3 separate regions of the Capsicum annuum genome follow, and all the other regions are linked to region 3. Evidence: chromatin contacts called from public Hi-C data. All regions are on one chromosome and are shown on one strand. The core of a region is the stretch at or near the end of the contact, and the rest is flanking DNA. Distances in the headings are between cores, read along the strand shown. Region 1 holds the start of LOC107842362 (probable serine/threonine-protein kinase At1g54610). Region 2 holds the start of LOC107842579 (cysteine-tryptophan domain-containing zinc finger protein 7). Region 3 holds the start of LOC107842367.

Region 1 (3,390 bases), core at 551-3,050, 190 kb after region 3:
AAAGGAAAGAGTAGAAGAAGAAGAAAGGAGAAAATGAAAAAGAAGGAAGAGATTAGAAAGTTTTCGTTATTGAACTCTTTAAGTGTGCATTGAGTATCATATCATATATATATCAAAGAGATGATCATTCTAGAATCAACTACCCATAACTAACAAACTATCTCTTATTTCAGAAAACTGTTGAAACAGTTAATAACCAACTCTTCCGAAAAAACAATTAATACTGTTCATTATTGTACTCATCATAGTTTCTGCCTTCTTTTCTTTATTTCAACAGAAGATTTATTTGTGAAAAATATTTAATAATTGCTATCTTCATGCGAATAAAATTAGTATTTGACAAAAATTGATTAACATGTTCTAATTCTAATAAAATAAAGAAACTAAAATTTCTGGGGGGTGGGGGGGTGGGGGAAGAATAGGGGTGTGCATAAATTTCTGGGGGGGGGGGGGAAGAATAGGGGTGTGCATCGATCGATTTTATGTATTATTGATTTGATTTATCGGTTTTTAATTTTTTAATATGCTAAAACTAAATCAATAAGATATTCTTTTAATGACTTTTAGTCCTTAACGATTCGATTTTTATTTAATCGATAAGAAAATATTCAGAAAATAGAAATAGTAGCAACTAACATGAAAAGAAATTGAATCTTAATTGCAATCAAAATCCTATATTATGAATTTTAATTTACAAGAATCTTCAAGTTTAAACTGAATGTTAGTTCAGAAAATTGAATATATATGAAACCACTAAAAAATTATTAACTCAATAATAATGAATTACTAAAATTTTTATTAATTTGATTTACTAATCGATTCAATTTTTGCACCCCTTACAAAAGAGGGAAAGAAATGTCACATTCTATGAATTGTTTCCTTTTATGTTCGTTTTATCCGTCTCTGAAACTTTACTTCTGTCAACTATAAAATTTTCTTTTTCAATTTCTTTTTTCATTTTTCATTTCCATCTCATACTAAATTAAGGAAAAACAAAGCAAGTGAAAGAGAATTTAGGGAGAAAAAAAAAGGAGAGGTGCTTTTTTGACCTGCAGCCACCAAAAGACCAGCGGCAGGAAAAAATTCAGTAGCTGGGTTCATCTCTTCTTTATTGTATTAATATTATATTGTATATATGCAATATTTAAATGTGCAGATCAAAATTTATTTACTCCGTCTCTGATCTAATTCTTTGATTTAGGAACAAGTGGTACTACGGTAGTACATTAAATGTACTTCTGATAGGCTAAGAATTTTAATTATTTCTCCGGTGTTTATAAATGATACAGTATGAACAAAATATTCTAGAAATTACATGATGGACAAATTATGATTTGCAATCGTAATTTCGTCGACATGATTGGACTACAAGGATGTCTAATGCTCTCACTAACTTGTAATTTTGCTTAGTATATATTTATAATTTTTATTCAGAAAAATGCCAACTAGACACAATATATATAATGCCAATCACATAGTCCATCAGGACTAATTTTTCCTAATCCCTTTTGCTAAATACATAAGCTTGTATTTAAAGGCCAAAAAATAAAAGATATTTTTCCATACTAAGTACTCGCTTCACCTTATATATATATATAATATTTTTAAAATTTAAGAGTTAAATAAATATTTTTGTGATTACTTATAATTTACTGTATATTTTAAATTATTATTTATCATTATTTATAATATTTTTATTTAGTAATTTTTAAATGTATAAAACTTATATTTATTAATTAAAATTATTACTCCTAGTATTTTTTAACTCTCGAAATTTGAAGGGCTTGAACTCTTGGCAGAGAGGTGCATTTTTTTAAGGTGGAAATGTGGGACTGTAGTTTGAAACTTTAATGTGTAAGTTGGATCTTCAATCCCACAAAAGAAGTGCAATAAAGTTACACTAGCATTAAGTTTACTACTGTGCATTTTTGCCTTTTGTTTCCTTCTCTTTTTCTTCTTCTTTAGTCTAGCTATACAAACTCCATTTTTGACCGCCATAAATGGTGGGCTTAACTCCAAATCATTAGTGCTTCTACTTTCTTGGGCACAATATCTAGGGTTCTTCAATTATCATATCTCACTTTCTCCACTTATCACATTAGTTAACTAGCAACCCCATTTTCCTTAATTGCTCTACTTCAGATTCTTGATTTTTGTTTCTTGCATTTTTAAACAACCATTTAATTTGCAGCCCCAATTGTTTCTCTTGCTTTATTGAACTACCAAAAAGTTTACATTTTAAAGTTTAATCTTGCTCCATTTGATTGTTTTTCTAGTGAAGTTTACATTTTTAAGCTTAATATTGCTCCATTTGATAATTTTTTTTCTTGTGAAGTTTGCATATTAGAGGTTATTGCATGTGGGATTTTGTATGTGGGGGATTTTGAATGAGGGAAGAGGGTGTTTTCCAGTCTGATGAGAAATGAAGGTTAAAATTGTAGAAGGATATGGGCTGTGTTTTTGGGAAAGAGATTTCATCATCTGAGACACCTACTGGAGAAGTTGTAGTTGGAAGAAGGAGAGAAAATGGGGAAGATAGAGATTTGGTCCTACCTTCTGGTAGGAGAGAGAAAGTAGGAACTGTAAATAAGGCGGAGGGCGGTGGCGGTGGCGGCAGTGAAGGAGGAGGAGGCAGTGATGTTGGTGAAGTTAAGAATGGTAGGGATCAGAAGAATGAGAAAAGGGATGACAATGCAAGGCCTAAGGGTGAGAGGAGAAGGTCTAGACCTAATCCAAGGCTGAGCAATCCACCTAAGAATGTGCACGGCGAGCAAGTAGCCGCTGGATGGCCGTCATGGCTTTCTGAGGTAGCTGGAGAGGCTATCAATGGATGGATCCCGCGAAGGGCGGATGCTTTTGAGAAGCTGGCTAAGGCAAGCAATTGTTCACCTCATTTGTTAGTTACTAGTTTTCGACTTTCGTCTTGTAGATTGATTAATATCTTATTCATTGTCATTTCTATGTTGTATTGTTCTATTTAGATTGGGCAAGGTACTTACAGCAATGTGTATAAAGCTAGAGATAATCTCACGGGGAACATTGTTGCATTAAAGAAGGTTAGGTTTGATAATTTGGAGCCAGAGAGTGTGAGGTTTATGGCAAGAGAGATCTTGATTTTGCGCCGCTTGGATCATCCGAATGTTATTACATTGCAAGGATTGGTTACGTCAAGGATGTCTTGTAGTTTGTACCTCGTGTTTGATTATATGGATCATGATTTAGCTGGACTAGCTGCAAGCCCTGGAATTAAGTTCACAGAGGCTCAGGTTGGGGTTATATTAGTTTGTTTTTGAATTATGGCTTCAAATGTTGGGCTTCCAAGTTGTTTATATTATTTCTTTATTATCATTTGTAGGTTAAATGTTACATGCATCAACTATTAGCAGGGCT
Region 2 (3,673 bases), core at 884-3,383, 140 kb before region 3:
GATAGTATGAATGCAACAAAAAATAATATTTGTAGTCTTTTACGACATAACCAATAGACAATATTTAAATAATTTTTTTTACTTAAAGTTTACTACGCGCACAGTATTGATGATGATATTATCATAAATATTTTAGTATTTTATTCTATATACTATTTCTTATAAAATATTATTACATATTTGAGTGTGACTATTATAGAGAAATAATTTTGCAAACTCTGTATTGTTATAATGAATATCATTGTTGCTATAGTGAAATAAAATGTAGGAAAAAAGATCAAATATATCCCTCTACTTTAGAAAATTGATCAAATATACCATTTGTCATACTTTGGGGGTTAAGTTTACCATTGCTGTCACACTTTGAGGCTAATTTTCCCCTTGATGTACCCTTCTTTTAGCAGAAAAGTTCAAAACAATGTTAAACGACTTAGTGTTTAAAAATAAAATACATTCTAATCAACTCGCCCTACCCAACCCGATTCACAAAAAAGACAAACAAATATACCCCTCCCTCTAATTTTTCTCAACAACAAATATACTTCTCTCAACGTACAACGTTGATAGGTTGTTTACAAATGAACAAATAATAAAGTGGAGTGGGATAACACAATAACATGAAATTAGAGAAAATGCCTAGTACAAAATCTGCTTCTGTTTTAGTTATGTTCAAATTTTAAATTTTGGTATGCAATACTGTATGCGTTTAGATTGTAAAATCAGCGAATAAATTTTTTGAGCAAATGACATGTGAAAAAATTGTGTAAACTCAAATTGTGTATAGAGATATAAAAATAAAGAGATGTCATGAGCGATACATAAAGAAACCTCTTAACTCAATAATACATAGAAATACCAGATGCGCCTAATTTGTTGCATTTGATCACTAAGCGTCATTTTTTCATGAGCTCAACACTGATGCAGATTCATGAATTGAAGGTGAGAGCGGTTTTGGTGGAGGATAAGATGCGGAAAGTGAGATTGCGATGGTTTTGACATGTGGCGAGAAGGTGTGCGGATGCTCCAGTATGGAGGTGTGAGAGGCTAGCTGTAGATGATTTTAGGCAGGGTTGAGGTAGGTCGAAGAAATATTGAAGGAAGGTGATAAAGCATGATATGAAACAGTTGCAGCTTATGGAGGACATGACCCGTGATAGGAACGTGCAGAGGACCCAAATTATGGTAGAGGGTAGGAGTTTGACCGTGATAGTAGGGATAAGTGTTTGGTTTGTATCTGTGCCCGAAGTTTCTTATTCATAGCGTTCTAGTGATGTTTATGACTTTGAATAGATAGTTTATAGTGTTATTTTGTGGGTGCCTTGTTTCCTTTATTATCTAGCAGTGTGTTATAGTTTTGTTGTGTGCATTTATATTTTTTATTTGTTATATTTTTACCTATCATAAGTCGTGGGTCTATTTTGGAAACAACCTTTCTACGGTAGTGGTGTGGACTGCGTGCACTTTATCCTTTCCAAATCCCATTTTGTGGGAATGTACTAATAAATATCCAGTGGTATAATTTTGTTGAAAAAAATTGACCAACATTGTGTATATTTATTTGTGTCTTTTTGTGTCGGATTGGATCAAATAAGTAGATTAGGTTGTGTTATTCTTAAAAATGTTAATTTGGACTTTTTTATTAAAGAAGAAATACAGGTGAAAAGTTTTTTAATAATAATGATAAATTTAGTCCTAAAATATGATAACAAGGATAAATTTGATCTCAATGTAAAATAAAGCATATATTTAATTGAGTTTTTAAAATAGAAAAGTAAATTTAGCCTTTTGTTTCCTAAAATATAATTTGGAAAATTTGATTTTAGAGAAACGCACGCTATTTTAATAATATAAATTAATATTAAAACAAGTAACGTTGTAGAGATGTTTGATATTGTAAATACATAGTAGATTCTGGACACATTGACTCGTTGCTTGATTTTGTACTCACACAGCTGTTACCAATTCGCTCATTGCAACGCGCCATTCGACGCGCCATTACAAAATTATTTCCCCCAAATTTTTAAAATTTTGGAAAATTTCACCACTTGGTCAGAAAATAATTTGGAGTGAAAAATAAAAATAGATTAAATAAAAAAATGCAATTAAGACGGAAAAACTAAAGAAAACGACCTAAAAAGGGAAAAAATTAAATAAAAAAACAAAGCATTTTTTTCTTCTTCTCTTTTTTTTTCTCTATACCCCTGTGGTATACACATCAACAATAACAGAAGAAGAACATCACATTTGGGGAATTTATTCGATCGCTCACTTGGGTTGTTAGATTCTTCTAATACCCATCTTCCTGGGTTAATTAACATTTAATTTTGAAAGTACTTTGCTGTTTTAATTTTGTATAAACAACTTGGAATTTTATATTATATACCTAGATGATCAACAAGTTCAATGGTAGTTTATGATTTTGAAGGTTGGATAGGTTACTGTGAAATTCCTTTCAGGGTTTTTCTGAGTAATTTAATGGGTCGAAGTTGGATGTTTGAATTGTGACTGGTATGTTGGATTTTAGGATAGGTGGTTAGGGTTAAGGGTTTTGGGGCTAAAAAGTTGGGGGAATTTTGGGGTTAGGGTTGTTATTTATGAGTTGGGGAAATAGTAGGGTGGAGATGATGGAAGAACTTGAACTTGAAGAAGGAGAAGCATGTCACTACAAAGATGCTGAGGATACAAGCATTGACCCTGACATAGCCCTCTCTTACATTGTAAGACTTGTTTTTTTTTTTTTTTTTTTCCTATTTTTTCAATTTGTTTTCAAAATCTAACAATTCTTCTAGTGCCTTAATATGGTTGCAGTTTTGCCTTTTGTAGTTAAAGTTTGGTTTCATTTATCAATGGTCTGAGTAAGAGATTAGGATTTACTAATTCAAATTCATTATAGATGGTTCCGTGACTCTGTAAAGAATGTAGTGAATCAGGCAAATAATTATGGTTGGCATATAAAAGAGAACTTTTGGGTTTGGGAATAGAACTGGAAAAATGGACATCATTGGGACATTGTTTTAGAGATATTGCTTTCTAGTTGTGCTGGTGAACTTTTGGACCATTTCTGCGTAGTAAAGTGTAAAATCCTCTCTCAGATTGCCTCCGCGTCTCACTCTGCAATACTGGGGTTAAAGTGTATGTTACAATATGAGTAGTTATTGGCATAGATTTTACAAAACAATGACAGTACAACTGTTGGTTTTCTGTGTGAAAGGATGAGAAGCTTCAAAGTGTCTTGGGTCATTTTCAGAAAGATTTTGAAGGAGGCGTTTCTTCTGAGAATTTGGGTAAGTAGTCTGGTAACAAGTACTATTGATCATAGCTAACAGCTTTAAATCTCTAGAATAGCTGATTAAATTTCTTTTATTTTTGGCAGGGGCAAAATTTGGTGGGTATGGTTCATTTTTACAGACTTTTCAGCCCTCCCCTTCAATTCTATCTCAGCCAAGAACTCCACAGATATCTCAAACTCAAGGCCAATCAAGATCACCTAACTATTTTCCCTCTGAGGTATGTTAAAAGTTTGTCTTTTGTTGAATACTTGGAAGCAATAACACTTTGTCCATACCTTTTATCAACTTGGGAACTCTTAGTTTAACTTCTGTTTGGTGGTTGTGTTTCTGTCCAGGGACCTCCTCAGAACTCAATGCCTGTGTCTGATCCTCCTTCAACTCGG
Region 3 (3,550 bases), core at 364-2,863:
GATGCATTCTCCACTAAGCAAATCACCAGTCTGTCACAGTTAGTAAGACAGAAACTCATACAACTAATATCAATTTCAGAAAAGAATCATCAACATTTCCGTCACAGATCAGATTTAACAAACAAGAAATAAATGTTCATGTTTATTTTTAATTAGGTTACGAAGTAAGATGGCTCCCACTTCTCAAAGAAATCATATGAATATTAGTTCAGGATGTACCTGTCTCCATCTTTCAGCCACTAAACGTCCAAGAACTCCAGGTCCTACAATTAACAAGTCGTTTGCTCCAATGCCCCCCCTTGAAGAAGCTTCCAATTCTTCACTTGGAGCGTCTTCAGGAACCAATAAGTAAGACTAAAAAAATGAAACTTGACAATTGAACTTTAGTGAAGATATATATCTAAAGAATAAAACAGTACACATTCTTCCGAACACTGATTCACCACCTTTTGCTAATAAGTACCCCTCTGTCCCATTTCTATAACACCATTAGATTAGACACGTAATTTAAGATGTACTTTGAATTTTTTGTTATATTAGTGAAAGTAAGGGAATTGTTTTGAGAAAGATAACAATAGTAAGTGAACGAAAAATACTGATGTAATTCTCGAACAGTTAGCTTGACAGAGACACTACAATTAAAATTTAAATTTTGAACATTCTAATGAATTTTGAATTTTTGAAAGTTGTGCAAGTAGCATAGAAATGAAATGGTGTCATACATTTTAGGGACTATTGGCTGTGGAGTCAATATTGGAATCACGCTAAATAATTCATGAGTTACTTGGATACGGAAATTAGCACAATCAAAGAAGTTACTCATAGTATAACTAAGTTGATATTACAAATAATCCACCAGATGTGATCCAATTAACCAAGAATTTTCTTGTCAAATAAACAGTTCCTAGTTTTTGACAGCTAATGAATGAAAAAGTAAATGCAGCAGCTAAATGAGAAGCAACAAATTTTTGCATATCTAGCATAATCTCTATGGCACATGTTCAAATTAACCGAAGATGGACTACTGCATATGTAGCATAATCTATTTGGCACTTCCAAGTTATACAATGACAATCACAAGTGCATATGCAAATAATAAGGTTAGTATTGAAAGAAACTGATAAACTTTTCTTTGATTTCATAAATTGGACAAGTAAATTGAAATAAGTATTTTCTGAAAGAGACCCAGTAAAATGAAAAGCGAGAGTAATAACTAGAAGTTACAAAATACAAGTAACCATAAAATAAAAACCACAGTCGAGCCAGAATTCGCAAATAAGAGAATGTGATTGTGTGTGAGAGAGAATACCGATACCAGAGGAAGCGTTGGCTCGGAAGGAATTGGGTGGCATTGTAACTGACGAAAACTTGAAATTAGGGATTGAAATAGAAAATGACAAGTTTGTACAAGTGTTGAAGAAGTGGTGCTTTGGAGCTTCCAAGTTGTTCCATAGAATTCCAATTCTGGAAGTTGCAGTGGTAATGGTAGCCATGGATGGATAATGAAGAGGAGAAAAACGGTGATGATGTTTTTATAGTTTCGCCTAAGCCGTTTTGAGTTGGGCCAATTGAACGACGCAAAAATTCACAAATATAGCAAATTAGAAGAGAATTTGATAATAATCTTTTTTAGAATTACCTTAAATAGCTATGTATATATATTTTGATTCGCAAGACAACATTAAATATATATAACACTAGAATTGAATTACCTTATTTTGATGCGCAAGACAACATTAAATATATATAACACTAAATATATTGAAAGGCTTATTTACGAGCCCAACATTGTAATATTAAATTAAATTATAAAGATTCAACTGTTTAAAAAAAGATTAATACATTTTTTTTAAAGCACGACACAATTAATAACATGAATTTCACTTTACGATACGTTTCTTTCTATTTCTATAAATTATAAGTTATAATTTATTTTTTCTGAGTTTCCACAATTAAAAATAAAAATTTATGTGCACTTATACTCATTTTAATATTATGTCCAATAAATATATGTGATAAGATAACTAATGTCGTGAATTAACTTCATCTGTCTCATGCCTATACCAAATAACCCCTTAGTACTACAAAAAAGCTTCAAGGTAAATTTAGATATATGATGATAAAATATGCAATTTAAACAAAAAGATAACCATTAACATAGATTAACGTGGTAAAAATTATTGTAATTCAATAAGTTTTTAAGTTATATTTTATATAACTCATTTTAATTAAATGACATCAACTGGTAATAAGATGATAAATATAGGAATGTAATTCTACATAAATTATACTTATTTTAAATATTTTCAATAAGAAAATGGATAATCTTCTTTACGTAATATTATAAATAAAAATAAATAACATAATGTATTATTAGAAGATAAGAATTAATTTTGTTGATATAAGCATATCCTATGTTGACTTTCATAATAAAACAATATAAAATTATAAAAGATAACTCAGAAAAATAGAGTAGAAAAATACAAAATTAAATGAGTTGAAGTGATACATAATTAAATGAGTTTAAGTGATATATTATTAGTGTAAAAAAAATTGATACTATCAAATTCATTTATTTAATGTGATATGTAATTTTTCGTATTTTGAAAATTTATAACTATCATCTTTTATAAAAAAAAAAAAAAAGTTACTTAAAATTATCATTATAGTAAGAAGTTTTTTACTTTATAATATATATAAGAGTGTTGATTAAAATAATTTTAATTACACATATAAATTATAGTATCCTCGTATAAATTGAAAAAAAAAAAATCAGCTATATCAATTTTGGGTTTACAAAATCATACTTTATACTTACTTTTAGACATATGAATATCAACAATTAATTATGCAAATAACATTAGCATCCAATTTTTTTTTAGATATTTCTATATTAATAAAATAAATTAAAATTTTCACATAAATATCTACATGAGGTCAATATTTCGTTAAAATAGTCTATATCAGTATATAAATTATTTTATAAAAATTTGTGTTTGAAAAAATGTGAAATCCACCTTAGATATCACATTATTAGACACACTTGACATTTAGGCAAAGGTGCTTATTTACTTTCTCATTTCGATCGTATGGCCAACTTGGTGGAGTAGAAAAATACACTATTAATGAATTTATGTGATACATTATTAGTCTAAAGAAATTTGACTCTCTCAAATTCATTTATTTAATGTGATAGGTAATTTCTTATTTTGAAAATTTATAACTCTTATCTTTTATTAAAAAAAAAAGTTACTTAAAATTATCATTATAGTAATTGTTTCAAAAATATAGGAGGAAGTTTCAAAAATAGCAACTGTTTGGCACAAAACCCATCTTCCGCAACCATTCTTTACAATATTACCATTTATAGTCGATGTATTCGATTCACATCTGTTGTGTTTTCTTCTACTCAATAGTTTGTATTCATAAAAACATAAATACGTTAATCACATTTCATATTTTTTATTTTTTTATTTTTGAAAAATTTGACTACATCGAATACAAACCATAAATGATGACGGAAACATCATGATCGCGCATTGTATTTGTA

Evidence for each region. A called contact is a pair of places that touch in the nucleus more often than the background predicts.
Region 1: a contact with region 3 is called in a Hi-C map of leaf, with 2.5 times the contacts expected there. The contact joins the promoter of LOC107842362 here to the promoter of LOC107842367 in region 3. A contact is called at or near these places in 3 of 5 Hi-C or Micro-C datasets (leaf and placenta).
Region 2: a contact with region 3 is called in a Hi-C map of leaf, with 2.3 times the contacts expected there. The contact joins the promoter of LOC107842579 here to the promoter of LOC107842367 in region 3. A contact is called at or near these places in 2 of 5 Hi-C or Micro-C datasets (leaf and placenta).

What each region holds. Positions count from the first base shown.
Region 1 is chr1:183,483,167-183,486,556 of UCD10Xv1.1, reverse strand. It overlaps LOC107842362 (probable serine/threonine-protein kinase At1g54610), which reads left to right and starts at 1,800. Exons shown (of 7, transcript XM_016686163.2): 1 at 1,800-2,873; 2 at 2,982-3,266; 3 at 3,356-3,390. The coding sequence starts at 2,448.
Region 2 is chr1:183,808,393-183,812,065 of UCD10Xv1.1, reverse strand. LOC107842579 (cysteine-tryptophan domain-containing zinc finger protein 7) reads left to right here and starts at 2,133. Exons shown (of 11, transcript XM_016686503.2): 1 at 2,133-2,717; 2 at 3,212-3,284; 3 at 3,374-3,507; 4 at 3,626-3,673. The coding sequence starts at 2,595.
Region 3 is chr1:183,668,464-183,672,013 of UCD10Xv1.1, reverse strand. It overlaps LOC107842367, which reads right to left and starts at 1,613. Exons shown (of 10, transcript XM_047408028.1): 1 at 1,316-1,613; 2 at 220-332. The coding sequence starts at 1,493.